Regions from separate parts of the Mus musculus genome. Here regions 1, 2, 3, 5, 6 and 7 are each linked to region 4. The links are chromatin contacts, called in public HiChIP or PLAC-seq and promoter capture Hi-C maps. All regions are on one chromosome and are shown on one strand. Each heading gives the region's core, a stretch centred on a gene start, on an enhancer-like site or on the middle of the called end of the contact. The rest is flanking DNA. Distances are from core to core; before and after follow the strand shown.

The links. Promoter capture Hi-C pulls out the DNA fragments that hold promoters and counts their contacts. HiChIP or PLAC-seq counts read pairs in DNA pulled down with a chosen protein or histone mark. Capture Hi-C pulls out chosen DNA fragments and counts their contacts.
Region 1: a contact with region 4 is called in an HNF4G HiChIP or PLAC-seq map of pancreatic cancer cells. The contact joins the promoter of Kcnn3 here to the promoter of Mef2d in region 4. A contact is called at or near these places in 1 of 39 promoter capture datasets (liver) and 1 of 115 datasets of contacts at active chromatin or transcription factors (pancreatic cancer cells).
Region 2: a promoter capture Hi-C map of liver shows a contact between it and region 4, with 3 times the contacts expected there. The contact joins the promoter of Il6ra here to the promoter of Mef2d in region 4. A contact is called at or near these places in 4 of 39 promoter capture datasets (hippocampal neurons, liver and pre-B cells), 1 of 484 Hi-C or Micro-C datasets (B cells) and 1 of 115 datasets of contacts at active chromatin or transcription factors (pancreatic cancer cells).
Region 3: a contact with region 4 is called in a promoter capture Hi-C map of liver, with 2.4 times the contacts expected there. The contact joins the promoter of Efna1 here to the promoter of Mef2d in region 4. A contact is called at or near these places in 2 of 39 promoter capture datasets (both in liver), 1 of 484 Hi-C or Micro-C datasets (B cells) and 2 of 115 datasets of contacts at active chromatin or transcription factors (double positive thymocytes and pancreatic cancer cells).
Region 5: a promoter capture Hi-C map of pre-B cells shows a contact between it and region 4, with 5 times the contacts expected there. The contact joins the promoter of Hax1 here to the promoter of Mef2d in region 4. A contact is called at or near these places in 3 of 39 promoter capture datasets (the C10 cell line, liver and pre-B cells), 1 of 484 Hi-C or Micro-C datasets (B cells) and 2 of 115 datasets of contacts at active chromatin or transcription factors (pancreatic cancer cells and thymic regulatory T cells).
Region 6: a promoter capture Hi-C map of pre-B cells shows a contact between it and region 4, with 2.7 times the contacts expected there. The contact joins the promoter of 4632404H12Rik here to the promoter of Mef2d in region 4. A contact is called at or near these places in 2 of 39 promoter capture datasets (liver and pre-B cells), 1 of 115 datasets of contacts at active chromatin or transcription factors (pancreatic cancer cells) and 2 of 9 other capture datasets (adipose tissue and liver).
Region 7: a promoter capture Hi-C map of liver shows a contact between it and region 4, with 2.7 times the contacts expected there. The contact joins the promoter of Pmvk here to the promoter of Mef2d in region 4. A contact is called at or near these places in 2 of 39 promoter capture datasets (erythroid cells and liver) and 1 of 9 other capture datasets (liver).

What each region holds. Positions count from the first base shown.
Region 1 is chr3:89,517,739-89,521,595 of GRCm38.p6, reverse strand. Kcnn3 (potassium intermediate/small conductance calcium-activated channel, subfamily N, member 3) reads right to left here and starts at 1,432. Exons shown (of 8, transcript NM_080466.2): 1 at 192-1,432. The coding sequence starts at 1,127.
Region 2 is chr3:89,911,838-89,915,683 of GRCm38.p6, reverse strand. It overlaps Il6ra (interleukin 6 receptor, alpha), which reads left to right and starts at 2,488. Exons shown (of 10, transcript NM_001310676.1): 1 at 2,488-2,729. The coding sequence starts at 2,645.
Region 3 is chr3:89,278,164-89,282,340 of GRCm38.p6, reverse strand. It overlaps Efna1 (ephrin A1), which reads left to right and starts at 2,696. Exons shown (of 5, transcript NM_010107.4): 1 at 2,696-2,890. The coding sequence starts at 2,799.
Region 4 is chr3:88,140,052-88,144,008 of GRCm38.p6, reverse strand. Mef2d (myocyte enhancer factor 2D) reads right to left here and starts at 1,637. Exons shown (of 12, transcript NM_001310587.1): 1 at 1,335-1,637.
Region 5 is chr3:89,997,256-90,001,036 of GRCm38.p6, reverse strand. Hax1 (HCLS1 associated X-1) reads left to right here and starts at 2,321. Exons shown (of 7, transcript NM_011826.4): 1 at 2,321-2,509; 2 at 3,034-3,299; 3 at 3,463-3,650. The coding sequence starts at 2,457. Gm19710 (predicted gene, 19710) reads right to left here and starts at 2,277. Exons shown (of 4, transcript NR_045749.1): 1 at 2,116-2,277; 2 at 1,740-1,892; 3 at 752-865. It overlaps Ubap2l (ubiquitin-associated protein 2-like), which reads left to right. Exons shown (of 28, transcript NM_001165984.1): 28 at 46-749. The coding sequence ends at 141.
Region 6 is chr3:89,772,025-89,775,898 of GRCm38.p6, reverse strand. It overlaps 4632404H12Rik (RIKEN cDNA 4632404H12 gene), which reads left to right and starts at 2,499. Exons shown (of 2, transcript NR_130957.1): 1 at 2,499-3,397. Ube2q1 (ubiquitin-conjugating enzyme E2Q family member 1) reads right to left here and starts at 2,290. Exons shown (of 13, transcript NM_027315.4): 1 at 1,861-2,290. The coding sequence starts at 2,187.
Region 7 is chr3:89,456,468-89,460,719 of GRCm38.p6, reverse strand. It overlaps Pmvk (phosphomevalonate kinase), which reads right to left and starts at 1,602. Exons shown (of 5, transcript NM_026784.3): 1 at 1,256-1,602. The coding sequence starts at 1,350.

The DNA of each region.
Region 1 (3,857 bases), core at 183-2,682, 1.4 Mb before region 4:
TGTGTGGGGATGTCCCCACAAAGGGAAGCAAGAAAGGAATTCTCACAGGACCATGGAAGAAAAACATGGGAAGTTAGGAAATCTCTCAAAATCAATCTCTCTCTCTCTCTCTCTCTCTCTCTCTCTCTCTCTCTCTCTCTCGTCTACATACTCCTTTTGTTGAATGTATAAAGAGAAACCACAGTCCCTACCTTTGAGTACAAACCCCAAGACAGTTCGGTCTCTATCACCATAACAACAATTCCAAACATCCCAAAAATCAGAGCATAGTCACTCAGTCGCTTTCTCTTTTCAAACAGGGCCCTCCTGTGTCCCAGCTTATAGCCAATGTTTTGGTTTTTCCGCTTGTTGGCTTTGGGGAAGGTGGTGCTGCCGGCCGTGGTGCCGGCATGCTGGTGGTTGTGGGTAGCGTTGGGGTGATGGAGCAGAGTCTGGTGGGCATGGTTATCCTCCCTGGAGGAGATGATAATCTCTGGGGGGTTGCTGGGACTGAAGAGCTGGAGGGGTTGGCCCTCAGGCTCAGCCTCGATAAGGTTTCTCCGAGAGGCGCTGAGGCGGCTGAGGGGCTTCATGACCCCACCGCTGTATTTGCAGGAGCTCATAGCTATCTCCGTGAAGGGATTGCTGTCCCGCCGGTGCACCAGGGGGCTGGCCTGCCGGTGCCGGCTGCCTCCACCGGGCCCACTTGTGGCTGTGGAACTTGGAGAGTGGCCAAGCAAGTGGTCATTGAGATTTAGCTGGCTGCCTTGCCTGGAGGAAGGGTGGAGGATGGCGGTAGAGTTGGCTGAAGTGGGGGCCCTGAACGCCGTGGGAGAAGAGTGCAACAGACCAGGATGGACAAGCTGGCTCTGGAGTTGGGCAAGCTGAGGCAGGGGGTGCAGTGGAGCCTGCTGCTGCTGCTGCTGCGACTGCTGCTGCTGCTGCTGCTGCGACTGTTGCTGCTGAGGCTGCGGAGGCTGAGGCTGCAGCAAGGGTCCCGGAGGCTGCTGGGGGACTGCTGGTGGCGCTGGCGGTGGTGGCGGTTGCTGCTGCTGCTGTTGCTCGTCCCCAGAAGATGGACAGGGACACTTGGGGTCTTCATCCAGGTCCCCCACCCCCGAGTCATGGAAGTGCCCAGAAGTGTCCATCTTGGGGCCTGGCTGAGTTCCCTGCAGCACGACCCTCCACCCCAAAGCCACCCTCGTTCCAAAGATGACCTCAAAGAAAGCCAGGCATCCAAGATTCCCCACCAGAAGTGTCTTGGCTCCAGTCCTCTCTCTTTGGTTTGCTTCAGTTCTCTGGGGCTGCCACTCGAGTATGCATTGTATTGGGCGGGTAGAAAAGCCAGGAGAGGAGCCGGGGGAAGGAGGAAGGGGCGAAAAGAACTCTATTCTGAAGGCGGTCCTCTAGGAGTGTATGAAGCAGACTCAGCTTCACTCCTCGCTGGCTCAATAGCTTCGCTCTCCTCCTCCTGACACTGTTATATGGCAAGCCAAGCCCACTTATTAGCCAGCGGTTTCATTGGCTTGGCTTAACTCTCCAACCCCTCCAAACTCCGCCTCCCTCTCAGGCTCCGCCTCCAAGAAGGGGCCTGCCATCCTTCGCTCCTCGCCGGGTGGCAGCGCAACGAGGGCTGGGAACTGTAGTTTTTGCTCCAAGACCACTACCACTCCAACCCCTCCACACTCCACCCGCAAGCTGAGCACCTGCCTTCTTTCCTCTGAAAGGTACGGTCAGGATACTGATGCCCACAGCAATCCCGGCTGAATGTTGGCGCTGGGGCGATGAAAGGAAGGGATCGAGAGCACCCTAAAGGGGAAGCTGTCACCATGCTGGGGAAACCGGGACCGGAGGACAAACGTTGATTAATAGCCAGTATCTGTACAGGTTGTTTTACACATTGGATTCCAGGTACATCTTCCAAAAGCCCAAGGGGATAGGGACTGTGCTCATATTTTACAAAGAAAATTAACACCGGGAGGCATTGAGCATAAACTGACAGAAGCAGAAGGGACCCACTCCTGACAGGGAGAAGCTCACCTACCTACCACTGTCAGAGCACCTGCGCTGTGTACAGGAGCCTCTGTTATTTCCAATCCTCACATCAACCCTATGAAGTGACGTCATCATCCTAAAAAAAGAAATAAAAGAAGGAAAAAGGAAAGAAAAGAAGCCCACTCACACGCAGATAAGAAATATGGCTCTTGTCACCCAGCTTGTAATTAAAGGCACTAGGATTTGAGCAGAGATCAGCCTGAGTCCACCACTCTTCTTCCGCTGCCTAGATGCTCCCCCCCCCCCATGATGATCAACACACAGTGGCTGTTCAATAAATAGTATCCACATGATGGATGGGAAAGGGCCAAAGAGAATCTGTCAAGGAAGAGCCAACTTCCCCAAAGCAGGATGTTTTAGTAACCTGGATCCAGCCTCTTCCAGAACAGCTGGGTCTGGAGTCACCTCAGGGTCGATGAGGACGACTGGAAATCCCAGTGGCTCCATGTCTGATCTGCCCCATGGGTCTCTGAGAGTCAGAGCTGGAAACAGCTGCTGGCTTCCCTGGTTCAGACTCCTCCTCATAAAGTATTTATTAGACTCCCACTGTGTGCAGAAGACTCTCCAAGGGGACAAGACCAGAGATGAATTTATTTCCATTTTTAATTGGGACAGCCTTAGCAATTGGGGGGGGGAGTGCTATGAATTCCTCTAGGCACACCTGGGCTCTAAGAGGGAGCATCTTCCTATCCACTTCCCAGCTCCCCACCATCCTCAGGCCTCTGTCTAGTGTCTCCCCTAGATAAGTGTGGAAGTACACATATCCAGATGCATGTGTGTGGTCACACCCGTGTACAGGTATGAGCACACACTTGCTCACACACACCCATCATGCTTCCAGAGCTTTCCCCCTGAATAGCAAGCATCAAATCGCCATGCCAGGGAGCATGGTAGAGTTCCCACCAATGAGCTGAGTGCCCTCTGCATACCAGTCCTCGCCTCTGCAAGCTGCTATGAAGACTGAGAGTAAACTGCTTGCACCATAAACCACACCCTCAGCTACCTGATAATGACAATCAATCTTGCACAAGATTGCTATCAATGATGATGGAGCAATGTGTACATACACACACACACACATGCACTCATGTGCACACGCCCTGGTACAAGCCTAGTGTCTCAGGCACATTTCCATCATCAGACAGGCCCCCAAGTCCCTACCTTACTTTCCAACATGGTCAGCCTGCCCAGTCCCTCTTCTCACCTGCCTCCTTCATTTCCCTCCCTCTTCAATCCGCAGAGTCAACAGTCTGACTCAAGGCTCCAGATCACATGATTAGGTTTTATGATCGAAAATAAATTAATACTAATACATTGTTAGAAGCAAAAATGTGCTGCTAGTACTGGACTTTCATGACAGATATAGATTCTGTGCTGCGGAAAATTAATTTCTAGGCCTGGAAGTTTCTTTGCCCACTCTACCACAATAGGTTGTCTTCTGCCTCCACTAACCTTCCTGGGTCACAGCAGGATCCAAATAGGGCAGGTATGCCACTATCCTGGATAGAGCTGCTCTACAGCCAGAGCCCAGAGGTTCACCTGGGAGTGGTCTAAACTTGAAACTGATGCTCCCACCCTGGGTGCAGCAACTTTGTCCTGAGAAAAGGTAGATGGGGTGTACTTAAAGCTGGAGCACACGCATACAGTGGTTCACAAACAATCATAACTCTAATTCCAGGAGATTGGATGCCCTCTTCTGATCTCTGTGAGCAGTAAACACACACCGGTGCACATACATACCCGAGGGCCAGTCCTGACTGCCATGGATGGTCATTCAGCATAAATAAGATGCACTTCGATCCACAGCTTCCTACTCTGTAAAA
Region 2 (3,846 bases), core at 1,239-3,738, 1.8 Mb before region 4:
CGTTTCTAGTGGTGTTCTGGTGGCTTCTTGCTGCTTCCATGGACTCGGGCAGAGTGATGTCAGCTGATACAGACTCAAGTGGAGTTTTGCTAAGACAGACTCACATACTGAGGCGAGACCCATTTGAGAACACGTTATGTTTGGAGAGCGGATAACTAAGACTCAATGGACAGTGGGAAAGGGCTTGCTTGCATAGCTAGCTTTGCAATGCTTCCTGGTCTTCTTCGCTGATCTTCACTTTGTTAAGAGAAGTAAGGCAAAGAACTTCTCCAGGCCTAATCACTCCTGCTAACTCATGCAGATTCGGCCGAGGCCTGGCTGTTTCTGCTAGGTTGTGCCAACACTGCTGTTGATTTGTGTTTGTTATCCTGACACTACCGACCTGGACTGCTGCTATATTCATCAAGTATTTGCAAGTGGATGGGATTTGCTCCAAAGAACAATTTCTAGACAGATCCACCTCCTAATATCCTAACTACCTAATTCCTGTATCCTAATAACTTTCCATTTCCACTGCCTCTAGGAGGGAGGTTAAAGTGTTTAAAAACCATCATTAAAATTAGGGTTGAGAAATATCTAAACAACACAGAGAAATTAACTATAACTTGCCCAAATCCTACAGCTATCAAGCAGTAGACCTGGGATGGGAACTAAACTCATCTGACTATGGAACACCCCCCCCCCCACACTCCAGGATCAAAACGGGGTGGATGGGGGGAAGCCACTTGGCCAGGGTTGCCGGGTCGTGTCTGAGATGTCTGCTCTTGCCTTCAACATTCCTTCTATCTGAGCTGGCAGCCTTCTGTAGCCTTCCTGTTTCAGGCCAGCAACTTGTCTCTCTGCAATTATTTTCAGGTCTCTGTTTACCACAGAAAGGAAGGAGGCAGCACAATGAGAGTCTGTTGGAAATTAATTATATTTTTAAGATAGGGCAAGTTCCACTATGCTTGCCTCGAACTCTGGATCTTCCTGCCTCAGCCTCCAGAGTTTTGGGATTACAGGTGTGTACTACCACATCCTCTTGCTATTTAATCCCATTTTAAATAGCAGGAGAAAAAAATATGTATTTTTTTTAGACAGGGCCTTAGACTCACAGCTATTCACCTGCTTCTGCTTCCCAAATGCCTGCCCCACCACAGGGAGAGAGAACAACCATGCCTTTCTCTCCGACTTATAGCGTGGCTGAGGAAGTGCCATCAAAACCAATCCCATTGTCCTGGGTACAGGTTTGGTTCTGACATCCACAGAGAGCGGTGGATGCCTAGGTCTGAGGCCAGCATGTTGCTTAAATAAGGTCATGTCTTATTTAGGGGTTCAGCCAGCACACACACATTCCAGTTGCCCCATGGACTCTAATCAGCTGAACCCTGAAATGGAAGAATACATTAAAACATACTGGTGTAGGTCCAGGGCTCCCCATCTACATTTTCTTTTCTTTCTTTTTTTTTTCTTATCCCTTCCCTTCTCCCTCTTGCTCCGGCCCGGCTCGCTCAGGCCCATAGGTTTTATTTGTTTCTCATTACAGATGGTTGTGAGCTACCATGTTGCTGGGATTTGAACTCATGATCTCCGGAAGTCAGTCAGTGCGTTTAACCGCTGAGCCATCTCACCAGCCCTAAATTTTCTTTTCAGTGTGTTTCTTTCCCTCTGCATTTGCATGGGAAGCTGCCCTGTAGCTTCAAGCTCTGTAGCTTGGAAGGGAACCTTGGTGGAGTCTGGTAAATAGCAAACGCCGGTTCCTTTGTGTCCAGTCAAGTCATGATGGGTAATCAAAGCCCTACTCCTTGTTGAGCAGTTAGGCTCCAGGTACATCGACAGTGTTTCCAGGAATCTTTATCATGGGCTTAAAAATACATCTCTAATAGGTGAGAAAACTGAGACTTCCGGATCGGGATAGCAATCTTGAGGAGGGTAACACATGTGTCTCTGGGCCAGACTCAAAAGCGCACACTGGTTTCGTTGCCTCTGCAGTAGCCTTCAAAGAGCTGCTCCTCCACTGGAAGATGAGAGGAAATCTTTTTCTCAGGTTATGGACGCCTAAGTTTTCCTTCAGACCAATTAAATCACAATCTCTGGGCTCGAAGCAGACATCGGTGTCTTTTCGGATTCCCTGTTTGATTCCCGTAAGCACCCAGGACACTGACCTGCCTTCTACTTTAACAGCCAGAGCCACTGGCTGGCGCTCATGAAAGCAAAACTCAAGCGGAGGCGCGGATGGAAGGAAGGAGGGGGATATTTCTCCTTATCTCAGCGTCAAAACCTGGGGAGGGGCCCTGGTGGGGGTCCCTGGGGGCTCAGGTGTGGCGCGGCTGCAGGAAGTAACCCCCTCCGGTGGCCCGGAGCGCTGGCCGATTGCGCCATCCTACTGGGCTTTCGTAACCGCGAGCCGGGGCTGCCAAGAGGAGCTTCAGCACCGGTTCCTCAAATGTTTCACTGTTGCCAGGACGGCCGGCTGCTGTGTGTCACGTGCATGTGGGAAGTCGCGCCCACACCGATCTGAGCCACGCCGGGGCGAGCGCTCGCAGTGCGAGCTGAGTGTGGAGCCCGAGGCCGAGGGCGACTGCTCTCGCTGCCCCAGTCTGCCGGCCGCCCGGCCCCGGCTGCGGAGCCGCTCTGCCGCCCGCCGTCCCGCGTAGAAGGAAGCATGCTGACCGTCGGCTGCACGCTGTTGGTCGCCCTGCTGGCCGCGCCCGCGGTCGCGCTGGTCCTCGGGAGCTGCCGCGCGCTGGGTAAGAGGAACCCGGAGCGGGCGTGGGGAATGTGACACTGTCTGGTTCCGTTCGCAGAGTGAGCCCCGCCGGTACCGGCTGCTAGCCTGGGCTGACTCACCTGTGCTGACGCGGTGGAGGTTCGCGCGCCCCCTGTTGCGTCTAGCGCCTATAACTGCGTGCTCCTGTCTGTGTCTGGCCAGTTACCTCAAGTCTGAGTACAGGACAGTGTGTTTTCCTGAAACCTGACTCTGGTGTCTGGTTCCCAGTGTTCCCAGTCTTACTCAACTGCATCCCGGGTCGCTCCAAAAAGAGATACCCAGAGGGCGCGCCCTAGTGGAACAGTAGTAGTCCCTTCTGGAGAGTCCTTTATGCCACTGGCTCTCTCTGCTTTAGTTGTGGCACCTCGCGTGGCTTTCCTTAGTTCTACTACATTCCATGTCGTGTGTAATGACAGTGACCCGACGGTGAAGGGTCTGACATCATGGGCTCTGAGTCATGGGTGTTCCCGCCTCACAAACTTACTCCTTTAGCCAACTAGCCCTAGCATGCAGAATGCCAACACCCACATCCATCCCAATCCTGTGAGTTTGACAGCAAAGGATGTGGGACCTCTTGGAACTGTGCCTCCGCCCCCTGCCCCAGCCCTCCCTGATTAGCAGGTGGACCAGGCGGAGGGTAGGGTAGGGGCACTGTGTTTACCTTCCTTGCACTCTGCCTTGTAGGTCTAGGCCTCTCTGTGGGCTCTGGCTTCAGGCCCAGCAGCCTGCCTGGTCTCTTCTGGAGGAACTGGGAGACTGCTTCTCTACAGGTTATTTTAGGGGCTGAGGGCTTATTCAACAACATAGAAAGAGCCAAAGGACATGGGGGAGATTTATCCTGTGCTGGTCGTGGGGACAGTGGCTTCCAGGCTTTCTTTCTGCCTGGAAGGTAGAATTCCTCAAGCTTGGTTTGTTACCCCTACCTATATTTTCTTTATATATATATATATAAAGAAAATATATATATATATTAGACAGGCTCTCCCATAACCCAGGCTGGCCTCAAACTTGTGCCTCTTCTGCCTCTATCTCTTGAGTGCTGGGATTTCAGGTATTAACCCACCCTGTATTTTACACGTTTTTAATCCTCTACAGGA
Region 3 (4,177 bases), core at 1,447-3,946, 1.1 Mb before region 4:
TGGAGTGCTGAGAGACAACGCAGGTACACAACTTTAGGGTAACAGGTAGCCCCAAACAAAGCCAGACACGCCGGGGCGAGCTAGAACTGAGATGCCCAGGAGGCCTAGATTTTATTCTGTGTTCTGAAGTCCTTCCTATTGTCTGTGTCCGCATCTCACAGAGCCGGAAACTCTCCTCTCTGCCCACCAGGCGGCGCAGCGGTTCCAGGAGCACTGCGAATGTGTTGCGGGACTGAGTCTCAGCACTTAGCAAGATTGTTTTGCCAAACTTATTTCCTTTACTACTCAAGTCCAGGAAAACATGTGCCCAAACGTAAGTTCACTATCGACTTCAGGACTCCCGGAGGGAGAAGACTTTATCTTAGCCTCATCCTTGCGGCCTAAGGTGCAATATCCAGCCAAGGGGTAGCCTAAACAGATGAGCTACCTCTAAAAGCGCAAAAACATGGATAGGATCAAGGCCTGAAGTGAAAATGCTGGAGATCATCCTAAGCCAGAGGCTCTGCGTCCAGTCAGTGCCCAGGTTTCAGCCACCCTCTCCATCCAGTTTGCTCCAGCCTCACACTCAGGCAGGCAGGAGGTGGGCACGTCCTCCCTAGGCTGAGCGGAGGGAGATTGGCTGCCAGCAGAGGTGATCCGGACCAAAGCCATCTTCCCCGGGGGCAATTTTGGGCTATTTTCTCTAAAGATGTTACACTATCTAACTCCTCTTTGAGTTTCACAGCAGCCACAAGTTTGCACCTTTAGAGTGAGTGATATTACTCAACAATGACCGGCTACTGTTATTGCTTGCGCCGGGCACTAAGCAGAGAACAGAACCAAACCCTATGAAGTAAAGGAACCCTCGTGGTGTGTGTGGGAGACTTTCACCTTGGTGTTCCTCCAGGTGAGCAAAAAGCGCGTGAGGTGCTTCCCTAGGGCAGCGGATAAACTTCGAACCCGGAAGGAGGGACGAGCCGCACGCATGGGACTCAGGCACGTCGCCTAGGGCAGGTTGCGCACCGGTGGCGTATGCTTGAGTAAAGACGGACCCTGACCCTAGTGCGGGGTTACGGGGCGCGGCACCTAGTTGGAGCTCAGTAAATATTTATGGTGAGAGCGACAAGCAGGGCCCACCTCCTAGGAGGGAAGGAGGAAAGCCAGAGCCCTCCTCAATTCCTGGCTCCTCCCCTGCAGGCTCAGCACCGAGCTGGCCACGGCGTCCTGGCCCGATGTAATTACAGGGTCTGCCGCCAAGCCTGGCCGTAAAAAACCGGGATGAAACGGCCTGGAAGCCTCGGAAGCTGGGCCGGACCCTGCAAAGAGCCCCGGGTCCGCGCCTTGCCCTGATGCGCAGCCGCAAAGAAGAGAGACCAGGGACAGAAACCCCCGCCCATCACACCCTGCAACGCACACGGGCTCACCGCCACACACGCAAACTACCAAGCACTCAGCTTTTGACTTTACGGCTCCAAGAATGCACTCGAGCCTAATCAAACACCTGCCCGCCAGCTCCATCTCAGGCGCAGACGCCGCCAACCCCTCTCCAGACAGCTGCTGATTCGAGAGGTGAATTCCTGCAGGGTTGTTTACATGGAGAGGGGGAGGGGTTCTGAGCCTGGTACTGAGAGCCCACCGACTGGAAGACCCAAGTCAGACTCAGTCAAACACAGCCGCCCAAACTACCCCCCACTCCAATCCACCCCCGCTGCACGCCCAAACACGTTTCTCCTCTTCTTCACACACTGTTCACAAACATTAGCATATGTATGTCAGGCGTTTCACACGCTTCCACACACAAGTGTCTTTACACCTACCCGCCATCACACGCATTTACACACGCCATATGTACATGTGTCAGGTCGGTTAGTTTGTCACTCTTCATGACCATATTCCCACATTCCATCTGCAAGCGCGCATTCGCTCAAGACACACGTGAAATGTATAAACAGGTCATTAGCGTACGTTGGCGCTATTGAAAATATTAGGAACATCCCCCCCTACAGCCCCTGAGCCCAACTATGAGTTCTCGCATAAAGTACTGATGGACTGAGTAGCCCTTAGCCCTGGCCGCACACGTTACACGCTCGATCACACACAACGTCGCACTTTATTCCCGGCATCTAAGCGATGACACAATCTCTTGAACAAAGACAACATTGACAAACCCAACAAAAACAAACAGCCGCGTCTGTGTGGGGAGGGGCAGCCAAGCCAGAGTCAAGGCATGGGGGAGTGTTGCTGGGGGGGCGGGGGGAGGAGGGGGTCACGAGAGAGTGTGAGAAGGCGAGTGCGCGGGCCTGGGTGTGAATCTCAGGAAAGGTGTGGTTATATCCCCCCACCTCACACCCTGACAAGATTGGCGCCCCGCGCTGCAAAGCCAAGTCCTGAAGCCACTGGTTCCCAGACCCACACGTATAAGTTCTTCCATTTTTCCAGCTTGCTATGGCTTTCAGTCCCACAAAGCCAACAGAGCCTCACATAGACACCCCCACCCCCACACCCGTAAGTGAGCACACACAGCTATGGGAGGATCTGTGCAGACCCCGGAGCGCTCTCCGTCGCTGAGATATGGGAGTCCTTCCTCCCAGAGTCTTTTTCCCTTCCTCCACCTCCAACGTAGCCATCAAGCCCTGGGGCAGCGCGCGTCGGGCGGGGCGAGGGCGGGGCTGGTGTTGGCGGCGCCAGCCCAAAAGGCGGAGTCGAGCAGCGAAGAGGCCAGATTTGTGATCGTGGTGCCTACTGTACCGTGGAGAAGCCTGTGGGAACCTTACACTGCAGAGCTCTCGTCCTGGCCTGGCTCGGCCCGGCCCCGCGCTATGGAGTTCCTTTGGGCCCCTCTCTTGGGTCTGTGCTGCAGTCTGGCCGCTGCTGACCGCCACATCGTCTTCTGGAACAGTTCAAATCCCAAGTAAGCCCTGAGACTCCCTGGCAGCCTGGGTGCCGGGTTGGCAATGGCCTTTCGCAGGGTAACTGTCCCTGCCAACCCCTGGCCTGCGCCTAGGAGAGGTGGCCAGGGATGGGTTGGACTCTATAGCTCCCCACCTCCGTCTGTATCTCCCCTTACTACCTGGCAACAGCCGACCAGGGCAGAAACCTGCTCATGCCTGCTCGCACAGGCGCTGGCTGTTTCAGCCCTCTCTTTCTGCCCTCTGGCATCTCATCACTCTAAAGTAAGGCTCTCCTGCTGGGCACTCCTGCCTTGAGAATTGGAACGTTGGCCCTGGCCTCCGGGGCTCTCTAAGTCCCCCCATGAAACTTCTGTGCACTCTCATTTTTGTGTGCCACTTGGGCGTTTGTATACTAACAGGCACCTATGGACGTCAAGAGTAAGCACAGCGCTCAGGGAGCCTTGGAAAGAACCTCCGTAGGAATCTAGGTTTTGGGCATTAGATATTCATTCTGTGTTTAAGATGACCCTGAAGAGTGCCTCCAAGGTTGGGGGGGGCATAAATTAGGCACATGCTGTGTATGGGTCGACCGAGGGAGTGGCTGAGGTGGTCACACTAAGGGACTGGTAAGAGGAGTGTCGCTGGGAAGCTTGGGGAGGAGCAGAGTGGGGCTTCACAGGGCTACAAAGGCTGTAACAGGAAGGAGGTAATTTCTCCGGAGCAGGTTTTAGGGCTATGAAGCAAATGGTATTGAGAGGAAGACACTGTCGGGCCCTTTGTTCTTGCCCTTGAGTTTCTTCAAGTTATGAGAAGAGTGTTAGGGCCAAACCTAAGAGGGGGATATGGTGGAACAAGAAGAGGTGAGAAGTCGAGGCCACAGAATGCCACTAAACCCCTCCCTCCCAGATCCAGTGAGCCTGCCTCCCCTTCCCCTGAGAGAGATGCTGGGCCAGTTTCCTCTGGCACTGCCTATTGAGGGTCTGTTGTCTAGGGCATGTCGGAGGGCAAGATAGAGCCAGCTGCCACCCTAAAGGCACTGTCTTCCTGGCCCTGGAGTGCTGCTGCGCCCCACCAGCCCTTGCGCCTGCCCTTGCGCCTGCCCCTTGCCTTCCTGACCTAGTCCTGCCCTAGTAGTGGGAAAGAGCAAAGTCCCTGTTTATGCCCATGCCAGGTGTCGGCTGAAGGAGGAGGAGGGGACGGGAAGTCATGAGTAGGGAGGGGGGAACCCTGGCCTTTTCCGTTCCCAAGCTCCCAGGTTTCCTCTCTTTCAGGAAGGAGCCTCTTCCTTGCCCCCCTCCCTGTCTACT
Region 4 (3,957 bases), core at 388-2,887:
TTAATCTTTAGAGTCTCTCCCTACATGAAATATATGGCAGAAAGAGGGAAGACATAAGTCTGATACAAAAGCTGAAGTGTGACCTTAAGTAAAATGCTCTACCACTTTGGTAAGTATGGGAATGAATGAAAGCTCCTGACTCCCTAAAAGTACACGCAGCAGTCACACACAGGGTCTATGTATGAAGGGCACAGCAGTCACAAACAAAGAACATGACCACTGAAATCCCAAAGCCTCAGTGTCCATTTCTGGGGTATATGGGAAAAGTGCTCTACAGAAGCTCCAGAATTCCCCAACCACCCTACATAACAAGGTTCTCAGCCACTCCCACAATCATCCCACCCCACCCCCATCCTGGAAGACGCAGGAAGGAAATTCATTCACAGGCAAGGCCATGGGAGTTGGGACAGCCAGGCTGAGCACTGGGGCTCGGTGGCCAGAGGCCAGAAGCTGGGTGTCTGAGAACACTGTCAGGTAACTCGCCAATGCTCCCCTCGGCGGATACCTACCGCGGATACAGGGAGACGAACAGAAGGTGGACAGCTCCCAAGGCCAAGCGCACTCAGTAGGCTCCTCTCCGAGATCCGGCCAGAGCAGCCCAAGGTCACCGTCCCAGACGGCAAACTTCCCACAGTCAGGCAGCTCAGACCCACTGAGGGCTAGGGGGAGGGGTAAGATCCACCACTCACACAGCCAAACAGGCCTCGGAGGAAACTCACACGGGTAGGGCAGGAGGGAACGGGATCCACCCACTGTACTCCCCTAGCCTGGCCCCAATGTGCCGGTCAGTCGTAGGCAGAACTGGCACTCAGGACAAGCTGGGTAGTCCAGGGCCACTGGGAACCCCGAGGGCTCGATGGAATCTCTGGGAGGCCTCCCTGCCCCATCTCTGAGGTGGGAGGCCGGGAGCACAGTAGTCCCTTGGGCCAGCCTCACCACTCGAACCCCACTCGCACTGACTCGGCCCGCACCGCACCGTCCAAGAGAAAGGCCTGGAGAGGTCCTGCCAGGTGTTAACAGCTGCAAACTACTGTCCAGGGGTTCTCCAGCCGGCGTTGCTGACACGCCCGACCAAGGGGGCCCCCACGGGCGCGAAATCGCGGCCGGAGCCACGTGCGTTGCGCCCGCCAAGGCGCGAGGCGACGGGGGCTCGGGTACCAGGCGCGGCTGTCACAGCAGACACCCCAGCACCAACACTGCCTCCGTCGCCCCGCCCGGACCGGGACGCTCGTGCCAGGGCGCCCGTACACCCCTCGCGCTCCAGACCACCCTGAGCCCGGCCGCGCGGCGTGGGGGAGGGGTTCTTAAAGGGGCCGACGCGCGTCGTGACTCACCAGCCCGTGGGGGGGACGGGGTGTCACGGCGCCCGGAGCCTCGGCCCGGTCCGCCGAATCCTCGGTTACGCGAAGCCGCAGCTCCGACGGGAAACAGCGAAGGCGCCGCGTCCACGCGGCCTGGGCGGCGCCACAGGGCCGGGACCCCCTGGTGCGCGCGGGGGCGGCGGCGGCGGGCGGCAGGCACGCAGCCGAGCGCCCAAGCCGCCTCGACGGTTGTTGATATTTTGCTTCCTTCCTCCTTTCGGGCTCCAAAGGCAACTCCTCCAGCCCCAGACTCGAGGCCGACGTAGGCACCGCGCAGCCTAGCTTGCGAGATGGGAGGGGGGGAAAAGACGAGAGTGATGGACAAGCAGGGGGCCAATGGGAGGGCCCCGCAGGGCTGGGGGCGGGGCCTGGCAGGGAGGCCTGGGACGCAACCCCGCCCCCTGCCCGCGGCCTGCGCCCCACCCCTTTGGGGCGCGCGACCACGGCGCGTGGAGCCCAGATCCCTCCGCCTGCGGGACAGAGCGAGGCTGCGGGTACCTCAGCACCCCAGCTCCAGAGTTGGCAGGGATCTAAGTAAATAAGTTCTGGGGAGATAAGAGTGTTGGTAGGCCCCAGCTCCTACACTTACTGTGTGACAAAGCTCCGAAGCCAGATCGCGCTCTCTTATCTCGTGGTTACCTGGGGAGCTCCGCTGCTCCCTCTACCTGTGACAGGTCCCCTCCTTTCCCCTGACCCGGCTCGGTTGACGCCCAGACATTTAAAGCTACAGTGCATAATTCTCGGGTGATCTAATCTTTTAGTGCCTGCGGGCCCCAGCGCACTTAACTACGGAGGGGGCAATTTAAAGGGGCGGGACCCCAACCACTACCTCCCTTGCCTCACAGGAAACATCCAGAAGCCTTGTCTTGAAGAAATATAACTCTCTCAAAAAAAAAAATCTTTTAAAATCCCCGACGGCCTCTGGGCGTGGTGAATTTTTAAGTGCTTCACAACAAGATTGTGCGCTCCATTGCTTCTGGACCTTTAACCCGTCAGACTTCCTGTCCGCATCCTGTCACTAACAAGTCCTCGGCTGGCTCTACCTGGAGCTTGAGGAAATGACAGAGTCTGGCGTGGACTTCAAAGCCTTAGCAAAACAGAAGCAAGAGGTTCTTCAACAAGCTAGGGTCTGCTTTACTGAACAAAGTCCCTGTTCTGGCTTCTTGTGGGAGAGATGAGAAGAGGCGACAAGTGGTGGGTTAGAAAATTTATAATCTCGGAGTCAGACTGTTTTGGTTCAAAATTTTCCACTATTTCTGAAAAGAGCAAAGCACATCTCTTAACTCTCCATCCTCTTGGGTAAGCTGAAGGTGGTAAGGCCAGGTACATAACTTGTGAATTTGGTGTGAGTTTAGTTCCCAGTAGACTAGTACAGTGCCTCGTGTTGCACTGTATGACCCACACGGGCTGCTCAGCTGAAAATGAGCCCTTTTAGGGCCTGCGTGAGTTCAGAAAAGGCTCATAGTGGGCCAGTTCAATAGGACTATTCTGCAAAGAGCTTGGAGGCATATATGTACCTCCTTAAACAGGAAGCACGTAGGCTTCTAGTCCCTCGGCCTCCCTTTTCAACCCTTCCACTTTGCCCCTCCTTCCAGAAGCCTGATTTATGTAGGATCACACATGGTCCCCAAATGTTGCTCCTTAGTTTTCCTAGTAGTATGGGGGGTGGGGGCACAGAGCTGCCAGTACTCCTTGAGCAGTCTGGTTTGCCCCCAAGACTTGAGTGAAGGCATCTGCCCTTCCCCAAGCCCTGGGAGAACACAGCCTTGTTCCTGCTTGTGGCTATGGTGGGAGCAGAATGGGAAAGTGCCCTCCCCGTGGGGAACCTCCCCTCACTTGTGGCCTCTATTTTTAGTGCTTCCCCAGGCTCTAGCTGGAGAAACCGTTTAGTCATCAGGGTGTTTATTTTTCCGGCTGTTTCCCGACGTCGGGAAAAGCAGAATGTTGAGACTGGAGAGATTCAGGGCTGCTGGAAAAGACGTCTTAGGAACAGGCCTGGGAACACAGCCTTCAGGCCATTGGGTCCCAGCTTGTAGGAAAACAAAACAGGATGGGCCCGGGACAGCTAAGCCCTCAGGAGTGTTCAACCTGCCTCAACCTTGGAGGCTCTCCAAGCTAGAGAACCTAACTCAGTTTGTTTCTCAAAACATAACCAAGGCCAGAAGAAAATTTTTTTCCCAGAATCCCCCTCCCCAGCCTCTCCCTAACTAACTTGGTGAGCTTCCAGCGAGCCATGATCCCAGCCAATCTCAAATATGAGGCTGGCCGTCCATGGCTGTGATTGGTTGGCTGGCCCTCTTTAGACCTGGAATGTTGAGTCCTTTAAAAAGGAATGAGGAAGGAAGGTGAGTCACCTGGGGAAGATATTAAAAGACTAGCAGGAAGAGCTCCGAGAGCTCAGGGAGGTGGGGGCCCTGGACACTCACTGCTGACTTGACAACTCACAGGAGACCAGAATAGGGGGCAGTAAAACTACAAGTGGGACAAAACTCAGACTGTGAAAACGTCTTGGGAGAGGTCTTGATTTCCACGAAAGACTGAAAAGGGCCAAGGTAATGTTGGAAGTTAGATGAAAATTGGACTTCCTGAAAGTGAC
Region 5 (3,781 bases), core at 1,072-3,571, 1.9 Mb before region 4:
CTAGACACCTTTTTCCTCCCCCATAACCTTCCCATTCCCCTGCAGACGGGCAGCGGGCAACGTAGCCAGACCAGCTCCATCCCGCAGAAGCCCCAGACCAACAAGTCTGCCTACAACAGCTACAGCTGGGGGGCCAACTGAGGCCCTGACCCTCTTCTCCTGTCCCATCTTCTGAGAGGGCTTCTCAGCCTGGAAACTATGGAAACAGCATCAAAGAGAGAAAAGAATGTGGGGCGATTCCGCTGCTCCACACCCCCAGCGGCCCATCCCACACCTCAGCTTCATGTCTGTCCCATCCCTATACCATCCCACCCTGTTGTATGTATTATAGGATTTGTATTTTCTTCTCCTCCCCTCCTCTTCCTCCTTTCTCTTTGCATTCAAGATTATGAAACTTTGCTGTGGGCCCTGCCTTTCCTTCACTTCTTCCTGTTCACCCTGGTGGTGTATGGGTGAGGTGGGAAGGTGACCCCCCCCCCAAATATATATCAGCCCAACAGCCCTAAGTCTCCTCCTTTATTATTAGGAAAACCAAACCACACACACACATACAGACACACACACACACACACACACACACACACACACACACACAAAATGGCGTCATAAATATGAACAGCATTGTCAGATGGATTAGTTGAAGTGTTTTTTTTTGTACTGTGTCTTCAAATTTAATGGATTAATGTGTCTTGTATATATATATATATACATATATATATAAAAAAAGGAGAAAAAAAAAACAAACCTCTACCTTCAGCCTCTGCCCATTCTTGCTCCGTCTAGGATATCCTCACTCTCGTCGATGACCAGCTTGGTGAATAAGTATTACCGTACCAACTGGGGCCTCTTCTAGCAGGCTCGAAGGCTGTGGAATAAAGTGAAATCTTTGCCCTTTAAGATCTCTCACCTTAATGTGCTAATATTTTGCCCTTAAGGGGATTTCCTTATACATTCTGTGACTGGAAAGAACTACTGCAAATCTTCATTTCTTCTAGAAACTGCCTCATCTACAGCACGTTTCAGGAAGTGAAAGGGGAAGGAGCTAAGGACATTTAGAAGGCAAAGGACCTTGTGGGAATCTAAGCATGGTTTTAAAGGATTCTGAAGTCTCAAGCCAGCATTAGCTGCTGGCCGGCAGAACTCAATCTTGGGGTCTTTTTCTCTTTGGAGGAGTATAGTAGTTCTTGTTCTCTGAGTTATGTTTTTGAGACAGTCTCACTATGTAACCCTGACTGGCCTGGAGCTTGGTGTGGAGACCAGGTTGGTCTCACATTCAGAGATCTGCCTGCTTCTACCTCTTGAGTGCTAAGGTTAAAGGTTGTCAGCACTACACCCTGCCTTGCCTATTTTATGTGGCTTTGAAATGCCTACATTTTGGGAAAAGAATGGATGATCTTAGAGCAAGACCTGGGGTGGGGGCATGGTGCAGTAAAAGGTTTTTGGACTTCAATTACGTGAAAGAGAAGTTTCATTTTTCTTTGTAAGAGCCATATTGCCAGGGACTCGAGATCCTGTTTCAGCCTTCCAAAACTGCAAATATCCTCTGTGCTGAGGAGGTGAGGGAGGTCTGTTTATTTTGAGTCAGAGTCTCACTCTGTAGCCGACTTGCCTGAAACTCAGTGAGGAGCAGGCTGGCCTTATACCTCCCGAGTGGATTAAAACACCATCAAATTTCATTACGGCATGGTTTTCCCAAGACACAAGTAGCTTCTCGTTCCTGCCTAGTCTACAAATCTTACCTTGTTAGTTGGCCATCTGTTTAGTTTTTTAAAAGCAGCGTGTGGTGGTAACCGCCTTAAATCCCAGCATCTGGGAGGCATTAGGCAGGCGGGTTTGTAAGCCCCTTTGGTCTACAATCAGTTCCAGGACAGTCTGAACACCACACAGAAACCCTGTATCGAAAAAAACAAGCTTAAAAACTCCCTACTAGCTGAAGAGATTCCTAGCATCTTTATTCAGCAGTAGGGAAATCGCGGTTTAAGGAACTAGGTAACTTCGCCTAGCCTAGTATTAGACGTCACCGACATCAGTCTAAAACAAAACACAAGGTGGGGGGTGTTTTCTGATCCTGGGGTGAAGCAGGCCTCTGAACAGGCCACTCCCTCTGGCGGCTACCTGGGACCCTCCAGAGAGAAACGGAAACCCCCCTCGGGGGCCTGGCAGATCAGCAGGAGAAAGAATCTCCTAGAAGGGACGTGATCTTGAACTGGGAATTTCGCACGTCCACCCTCACTCAAAACTGAAAGGTAGCGTATAGAAGCTTCGTGTCTGAGGAGCACGGTCAGCCCCGCCTCTTCCTCCGGCTTACGACTTTTACGACAACGCCGCACCGTAGGGTTGCTTTCCGGCAGCGAACGCTGAGCCCTGGCTATATCCGACAGGGTAGCGTAAGCTGGTCGTGGTCTCGTGTTGCCCATGGGCTGCAGAGCTTCAAAGTTTCTAGTGCCCCTACTGGAATGAGCGTCTTTGATCTTTTCCGAGGCTTTTTCGGCTTTCCTGGACCTCGGAGGTGAGAATAGTTCTGGGCTGGATATACGGGAGGGGTGTTTTGGTGGACACTTGACCCCTTCATCATATTTTTGGAAAGCTTCCTTTCCCGCCCCCTTCAACTCCTGCTGAGAGGTCAAAGATCGCATTCTTGAGTACTCACCCCGCCACAGTAATCAAAGCAGTGGTTAAGAGGACAGAAACGGCAGCTTTCTCCAGACCTGGGTGATGCAACAGGGACCTGGGCGGAGAAAACAATGGGGGTCTGGGGAAGAGGACCATGAGCAAGTAATTGGGCGATTAGTAGTAGGCTGGATGACCCTGAAGAAAAACCATGGGTCGTCTGGCAGCTGTTGGGAGGTGCGGAGAGGCTCTGTTTAGAAACAATACAAAACCCTAATAGATCCATCAACGTTGTTCTGAAACCAGATCTCCTGTGTTTTCAGCTGCCCAGACCCCTCTTTGGCCCAGTTTGCTGCCCTTGTGTTGATTTTTATGGCTTAGACAGTGTTGAAGTCTTCGTGGCTTATTTGCCTTCACTCTCAGCCACAGAGATCCTTTTTTTGGAGGGATGACTCGAGATGATGACGACGATGATGATGATGATGACGAAGCGGAGGAAGACAGAGGCGCGTGGGGTCGAGAGAGCTATGCGTTTGATGGTTCTCAGCCTCCAGAGGAATTCGGTTTCAGCTTCAGCCCCAGGGGAGGGATGCGATTCCACGGCAACTTTGGCTTTGATGATCTAGTACGAGATTTTAATAGCATCTTCAGCGAGATGGGGGCCTGGACCTTGCCTTCCCACTCTCCTGGTGTGTGAATTTCCCTGAGGGAGACCCTATGGGTTTCTAGTGGGTTAGTGATGAATAACAGAACTTGCAGAGTAGTTGGGATAGTCTACAGAAATTGATTTTTAAAAGACTTAAAATGTTTAAGGCCTTTCCTATCCCAGAATCACCTACCAACTTTCTACAGAACTTCCAGGTCCTGAGTCAGAAACACCTGGTGAGAGACTGCGGGAGGGGCAGACACTACGAGACTCAATGCTTAAGTACCCAGATAGTCACCAACCCAGGATCTTTGAGGGGGTCTTGGAGAGTCATGCAAAACCTGAATCCCCAAAACCAGCTCCAGATTGGGGGTCGCAGGGACCTTTTCATAGGGTGAGTACTCTCTGCACCTGAACTGTAAGCCCTTGGTGGGATCTCTTAGAGTTGAGTTGCAATTTTAGCCCCTTTAATTAGTTCATTTATCCAGATTTTCTTCATTATTGGGATTTTCGTTTTGAAACTTA
Region 6 (3,874 bases), core at 1,250-3,749, 1.6 Mb before region 4:
TTCCTCTCAGAGTACAAACCAGGGAAAGCTGAAGACAGTAAAGGAAGCTCTGGCTCTACTGTCCTGCCTGCCTGCCTGCCACACTCCAAGTTCTCCCACACCAGGCCAGACTCCTTCAGTGTTTCCAAACTCAGGGGAGGGAAGATCACCTCATAACAGTCACACTGATGTGAAAAATGCAGGCTTGTAGCCACCAGGGGAGAAGGAACTAATAAAATAGTCTCCAAAGCTAGTAGCAAGATCCACCCCCACCCCCCAGAGTCCCTCTAAGACCCATTCTCCCTACCGCTCCCTCAGGAACCTGCCCTCATCCTGAGCCCAGGCATGGGCTGGGAGAACAGAGCCTATGCTACTGGCATTCCCAGCATTCCTGAGCCACCATGCCACAGGAGCCTGAACAGACTCCCCTCCTCTGCCCAAGGCAAGAGGGCCAGTGTAGGCCAAGTTTCTTTTAGAGGGGCCATGGGCACTGCAGCTGAGAACCCCCAAAGACAAAGATAGTAGATGGCCTTGGCAACCGAAAGGAAGCAGCTGGAGGAGGCAAACCTACCCGTAAGTGAATCCACTTAGCAAAATCCAATCTTTGATGTTTCAACACATGCCAAGGAAGCCTTACCCACTTCTACTGGGGATCTTAGCGATGCCACAGCTCTAACCAGTGCTGCAGGAAAAACAGTACCAAAGATGCTACAATCTTTACTTGACTGAGCCACTCCTGGTGGTCCTAGCTTGGTGAGGTAAGCCTCAGCTGGGATAGATGAGGCCCCATCAAAACTCAAGTATCTCATTATTACTCCACTCCCAAAGTTACCTCACCAAACCACGACCTGGTTTGGTGGCAGAAAGGGCTAGAAAACACCATGAAAAAAAAAATGAATCAAAGCCTCCAAGAACCACAAAATTCACGTCTGTCTTCCCCCCAGGCAACTCCCGTTTCCAGTGTGGATAAAGGTGCTCCAGGAGGGACAAGACCATTACAGTGGGCGTTATCCAACAACGTGAGCACTGTATCGCGCAGTACCAGCTGTTATAAAATTGCACCCAACAATTTCCTCAAGGGACACTAGGGAATAAAATAAGGCAGGACGCATGGAAGATGCCTCCTGACCAAGGATAGGTAGGATGGAACGATGCCTACTGGGGAGCGATGGCACTGCTGCCGCTCAAAACACACATTGCTGTCACCACCAGAAAAGGTGACAGTCACCTAGGATAAGCAGATGTGACCCCAGGAGTGGGGAGGAAGTGGCAAAGCTGCTACGAGCCAAGGCAAAAAGAGGAATTAAAGGTTAGTTACACCAGAGTTAGTAAGAGGAGATCCAACGTGGGGTCAATGAACGGCACTATTCTTTAGTGAAATTCAGGGAGCAAAGAGGGGTTGTACGAGGGATGCCTAGGCAGGGAGCCTACAGGTGGGTACATATAAGTGGAAAGAACTACTGAGAAGGGTCATTATGGAACCGGGCTGAGTTCCAGGCTACGTCCTTCCAGCACAGGCCTGGAATCTTATTAGAGTTGGGGTGGGGAGAAGAATGGGTCATTTCTAGGTGACATGGTAAAGTTGTGGAGGAGTAAGCAGAAGGAGCCAAAATCATAAAACCTGAGGTGTGGGTGGATTCATAGGAGGAGGTGGTTGAGGGGCCACATGTCCCGATGTCCCTTGCTCTCAGGGGTCAACAGTAGAGACTGTGACTGCACCACAGAACCTCAAGCTGAAGAAACAAGTGTAGCCTGGAGAGAAGGAGCCAAGCACCAAGAGGGGGGCTCTGGCCTCCGGGTCCTTCGAGAGCAGGAGGTTGTATGGTGTGATTTCGATCACCAGACAAGGGACCCCCAGCGTGGCGCAAGCGAGGTCCTCACCGTGATGTTGCAGTGGATGCGGACGGGGTCCCCCGGCACCGATCCCCGGGAGGGGAGATGGGGTCCGGGCGCAGCCCCGGCCCCGGCCCCTCCGGCTCCGGCCAGCAGGAACTCGCAGCTCAGCTCGTCCAGGCAGGCGCTGGCAATGCGGAAGCGCTCGTGGCCGCGGTGGAAGATGGACTCGAGCAGCTTCAGCTCCCGCCTCAGGCAGGGCCCTGGCCCCGGGCCCCCTCCCGGGCCGCCCCCGGCCCCCGGCGCCGCCCCCTGGACCCCCAGTTGCTGCCCCGGCCCCGGCTGCTGCTGCCCCTGCGGCTGCGGCTGCTGCATCCTCCGCTCCGCTCCGCTCCGGGGCCGGCGGGCCGGGAGCCTCCGGCCTCCGCTCCGGGCTCCGCCGCCGCCGCGGTCCGCACTTCCTGATCCCCCCTTCGCCAAGATGGCGCCGCCGCCACCTCCGGGACAGGCCCCCTCCGCTCGCCGGCCCACCCCCCCCACGGCCGCCGGAAGCCGCGCGCCCCTCCCCCTCCGCGGCGGCCCCGCCTCCGGCCTCACGTGACCTCTGAGCTCCGGCCCCCGGCACGTGATCCGCGCGTCTTTCCCGCCCCCCGGCCCGCGCCTGTCACCCTCCACATGTGACCCTAGGCCCTCGCCTCGCTGCTCGAAGCGCTTCCGTGCGTGTACGTGCGTCGTGCGTGACCGTGCACCGGGGGGCCTTTGCCAGCGCTTCCCTGTCACATGGCCGGCGTCTCTTGTCACGTGGCCGGTGCCTGTGTTCCCAGGGGCTCCCCGCGCGGGACTCTGGCTTCCTGCTTGCGTCCCGCGGCCCCCGCGTGCGGCGCATGGCCGTGTCTGTCCTGTATTCCCATGGGGGTCGTCGGGCCGGGTCACCGGCCTCCGCGTCTGCGGCGGGAAGGCGCCTTTCGCTACGGTCGGAGAAACGGACTTGGATCTCCCTGCGGTTCCTCTATGGTGTGTGACCTTGGGTTATCTACGCTCCTGGGGAGCCTCAGTTTCTCCATCACAACAATGGCACTGTACAAGACGGGGAGGCCTCTTTAGCCTGTTCCCAAAGGCTCTGTGCAGGGATACTGAAGTATCGAGTATGGTCGCTGGTCAGCTACGTCTGAGGGGACAGATGGTGCGGCTTCCTCCACAGAATCACAGGGCTTCGTTATGTGTGAGTGCAGAGTACTAAGCTAGGGGTTGCATAGACGACACCCACGCCTACCTGCTATTCTTCTTCCCACCTCGTCGCACTGATCCTGAACGGGGCTTGAAGTTTGCGGCAGTACCTCGTCGTTCCCACTAGGTGGCACTATCACAAAGGACAACGGAGGGTCCTGAAACCCAGAGCTGCAAACTGGCAGGTGCCAGGATGTTGTAAGGCCTGATGGGTTTGGGACCAATTCATCATGTGAGCCGTTGGCCCGTCTACCGTCACCACCTCTATGTTTTTTGGAAGCTGACTGTACCTTGGTGCTGGGCTACTGATTCACTCAGTGATGTTAGCAGAAAGCTTTACTAGGCCAAGTTTAACTCCGTATGTTTTAAGAAATTCGTGTTCTTTGAGCCTGGGGGGATGAGTGTGGGTGTGTGGGTGGGGCTGGTTTTTCTAATGACCAGAGCAGCCTGAACATTTAGCTGCATACCATCTTTGTGCCTATGTCCACAAGCTGGAAGCATAAAATACTAGGGTAAGCCAGTCCTAGCAGAACAGGGTTGTAGTCGCAACTATCTAGGAGAGTCAGAAGGCCAAGGCCTACCTGGATAACTTAGTAAACTCCTTTCTCGGCCAAATAACTAATAAATAAGGGCTGAGGGTGTGGTAGAATGCTTGCTTAGCTAGTAGAAGCTCCAAATTTGACACCCTCCCCCATCATCACACACAAAAAGAGTAATTGTAAAAAGTCTAATTTATCAAGCATTCCCCAAGCCAGGAATACTAAGCAAATATTTCTAACCCTTAACACCATTGCAAGGTGAGTGCTTTAACCTGTATTTTACAGATAAAGGTCAG
Region 7 (4,252 bases), core at 353-2,852, 1.3 Mb before region 4:
GAGAGGAGCCCCAGCATTCTCTCTCCCCCTTCTCTGCTTTCCCAGCCCAAGTTTCCAGAAGAAAACAAAAAACAGTGTTTCCTAGAATATTTTCTTATCACTTAAGAAAAATAAAAGGCTGGGGGAAAGGCGAGCCTCAGAAGCCTGACAGTCTTAGCTCAACCCCGAGAACCATGCTTTCTTAAAAGCTGAAGATGGGCCAAGTGTGGTGGCACATGCCTTTAATCCCAGTGCTGCTCTTCTTACAGACCAAGGCTCTATTCCCAGCACCCACATGAAGGCTCACAACCATCTGTAACTCCAGTTCTGGGGATCACCTGCCCTCTTCTGGCTTCCAAGAACACTCGCACACACCAAGGCACAAACCCACACCCATCACATAAACACATCTTTGAAAATAAATATCTAGAAAGGAAGGACAGAATGAGTGAATGGTGTTTCCAGGCAGGGCAGAGTGAGTGAACGGTGTCTCCAGGCAGGCCAAGCTGAATTTAAATCCTGAGTTTGCTACTTTATAACCCTAGCAAATTTAAAAATTTTAATACTAAAAATTCACCATGTTGTCCACTCTGGCCTTGAACTCCTACATGTATGAGCTCTCCCTGCTGCTGGACCACACACACACACACACACACACACAGAGACACACACACACAGAGACACACACACAGACACACACACACACAGACACACACACACAGAGACACACACACACACACCAGGTTTTAGCTCCTAAGGGCCCCTGCTTCTGCATCTGTGACATGGGATTGCTAATACCACTATTTGGTAAAGAAGCTAAATAGGTTAAATGAGATGATATAGACGCACAACACCTGGCATAGAATATTCCATAAATTCCTGCCATTGCAGGGTGTTCTGGGCAGATTCTCTTTGCAGCAGACACACTCAGGACGTGGTCTTGAAAAAAAACCTTTACAGTCTTGTTAGTCTCCTTATCTAGGCCAGTTACCTCAGACCACAATCATCAAACAGGAATGGCACGTTGAAGGTGCCAGCATAGTAATAGTAGTAATTCATGTTTCTTGAAGGCAGAGCTACATCTTCATAGATCTGCAGTGGCAGTCCCCTAGTTCTTTGAGGGAGATTTGTGCAGGCTGCTGTTTTACTGACCGTGAGGGTCTGCCTTCCCCTGCCCTGTCATCCTGTCCCTCCTTGCCCTCCACGAGCTCCCTCCATAAAGCCCTCCATCACTTGCGGTAGCGCCCTTCCTCGGTTTCCCTGCACCCGCGGACACCTGCTCTTCAGCCTCTCGGTCACGAAGTCCTTCCCGGATTTTCTCTTCCCGCTAAACAGCAGCACCAGACGCGGGGAGGCTCCGAGCGGGGCCATGGTGCCACCAAGCTTCACCAGGCCTAAAGCTGACACTTCGGACCCCTGAAATGCAGCCAAGCACGAAGTGGACCCGCTCAGTAGAAGCAAAAAGGAGGAGGGATCCCACTCCTTCTCCACACTACACAGCCCACATCGAAACCAGCGCGCAGAGAATGGGCGTAGAAACTGGAAGGGAAAGAGCCTTGCAGCCTAGTATCTAAGTACCTTTCCCGCCCCCCCCCGCCCTCCCCCCCCTGCGCAGCACGCACTTAGAACAGTCCACGCCCGCCCAGATGTGACGTCATGGCCCCGCCTTCTCGGCTGACAAGGTGAGCCGAGAGTGACGCTGGAAAGACTAGCCTCAAGTTCCCTTCTACACAACCGGCCAAACATAAAGATAAAGAAAAATAGTAATGTTGAAGGCATTTTCAAATCTGCCTTTTAATTTGTACGTTATAACTCATGCTCTAAAGCAAATATGTGTTTGCCCCGCACTAAAAATAGCTCTTTCCAAAGAAGTAACCAGACAATGACATGATAGGGTGTGTTTCTTGACGTCATAGCGAGGGAGGGGTTTAATGAACAGTATGCTATTTCACTGTTGAAAAGGTTTTGTAACTGCTGAAGCCTCCAGCTGGAACTAAGTGATCTTTTCTTTAGCCGCATACTCCTCTCCAAAGCTTTTCAGAATCTCGAAAAAGAACATTGGTGACATTAGTAACTTAGGTTAAGGAGTTTTGACGCCACTCTGAACAAGATTACCCAATTTCCTCCGGAGACCAACATCCAGCCAGAAGTTGAGAGGCAAAACTAAGAGTGTTCTGACACCTACTTACTGTTATCTGTAGATATAAATTGCTGTCCTACATTTTTCTAAGCTTATCAAAATAAAGCCTGCAGCCTATGACTGCCTCCAGTGTATAAGACTGCAAAGTCTTGTGAAAACCAAAGTGAAACGTAAAGAAACTCTTAGGAAAATCATTTCTTTGCGTATTCGAAAGAGGCTTCGGCGAAGAGATGACTCCGCAGCTAAGAGCACTGGCTGCCCTTGCTGAACACCCACCTAGCCGCTCATAACCAGCTGGAACTGCAGTTCCAGAGGACCTAAAGCCCTCCCTTAGCCTCTGTGGGAACTGCATGCACGAGGTACACAGACATACGGGCAAAACACATAAATCATTTTAAAATAAAGAACAGGAGTGGTCAGGTACAGAAAGAGTGGACCGGGGAGGATCGCCAGAACTGAGGATGTCTGTCTGTTGATAGAGCCTCTGCCTAAGCCTAGGTTTGAGGGCCAGCACTGAATAAACTAGGTTTAGTGGCAAGTGCCAGCCAGCACTGGAAATGGAAGCAGACAAATTCCAGGCCAGCCTGGGCCATAAAATAAAATAAAATAAAATAAAATAAAATAAAGAGAAGGAAGTGAGAGGCTTGGTAAACAGAGGAAAGCAGAACTGTACAACAAAATACTTTGTAAACTTTAAAGTATCCACTCACAGCAGACTGTTTGTTTTAAGCACTGTGATTTCACAGTTTGTAAGTCAGCACATTGTCCCACCTCTGTGCAATAAATATTTCTCTGGGTCCCACCGAAAGCTGGCTCTCACCAGGCCAACGAAGCCTATATAGGGTGAAGTCACTTGTGGCCTCCTGCTCACTAAGCCCTCACTCAAAAGAAATCAGAACTTCCACCCAGAATTCTGAACCTGCCTGACATAACTCACCCCTTCCTTCAGCCCCACCCTGGAATCAAATTTCCCTGGAATTCTAGTCCCAATCACAAAACTTCCGAATGTATTTGCCTAAGCCAGGCAATGGTGGCACACATTCTTGATCTCAGCACTCAGGAGTCAGAGGCAGGAAGATCTCTGAGTTCGAAGCCACAGGGTGATTCATAGCCATCTGTAACTCCAGTTCCAGGGAATCTTGACAGCCTCTTCTGGCCTCCATAGGCACTGCGTGTATATGGTGCACTAATATACGTGCAGGCAAAACACTCACATACATAAAATTAAGTAAGGGGCTGAGAGACTTGTATCAAGGTCTAGACCTCTAAATGATGAAATTAGCTCCATCTGGTTCCAAAACCAGATGTTTTCCAGTCCAGAGTATGAACATTTCCCATCCTGGATATACCTGCCCAGCCCCTTCCCTCTGCTTCTTACCCCAAACTGCATTCCATGCTTTCCTCAGATGCTCAAAAGCATACCAAGTGCTATCAAAGGCAGGGCCAGGAACAATGTGGGTGGAGTCGGGTGGTGTCTCGAATGACTGATCAAGAAGTGAAGGAAAGAATGGGTGCTCCATGGGGGAGACCAGGAGGCCAGGACTTCCCCCTAAGTTAGAGGGGACCTCTATGGATGCATATACCCAAGACTAGGACTGCACAACCACATACCCAATTGCTCAAGGTCCTGGGGCAGCTCCTAGAGGCCCCTTCTTCCCCCTGCCTCCCTCCCAGACCCTCCCACCTGCAGTCCGACCCGCTGCTGCCACCGTGTGGTCACAACCATACTTCTCTGAAAAGAGCTATCTGCAAGAAACAAGAACCAGGAGGAGCCTGACCTGTAGTGCATAGCTCCTCCAGACTCAATTCAGAGTCTAGACTTAAAGACGTGTGTGTGTGTGTGTGTGTGTGTGTGTGTGTGTGTGTGTGTGTGTGTGTGTGTGTGTGTGTGTTGGAGGTGGGGGACTGGAGAGGAGAAAAGAAGAGCACACTCCAACACTCTGGCTGGGCATGGTGGCACATGCCTTTAATCCCAGCAAGAGGCAGGTGGATTTCTGAGTTTGAGGCCAGCCTGGTCTACAGAGTGAGTTCCAGGATAGCCAGGGCTACACAGAGAAACCCTGTCTCAAAAAACCAAAAAAAAAAAAAAAAAAAAGAAAGAGCACACTCGGACTTTTAGCCTGAGCTCAACTG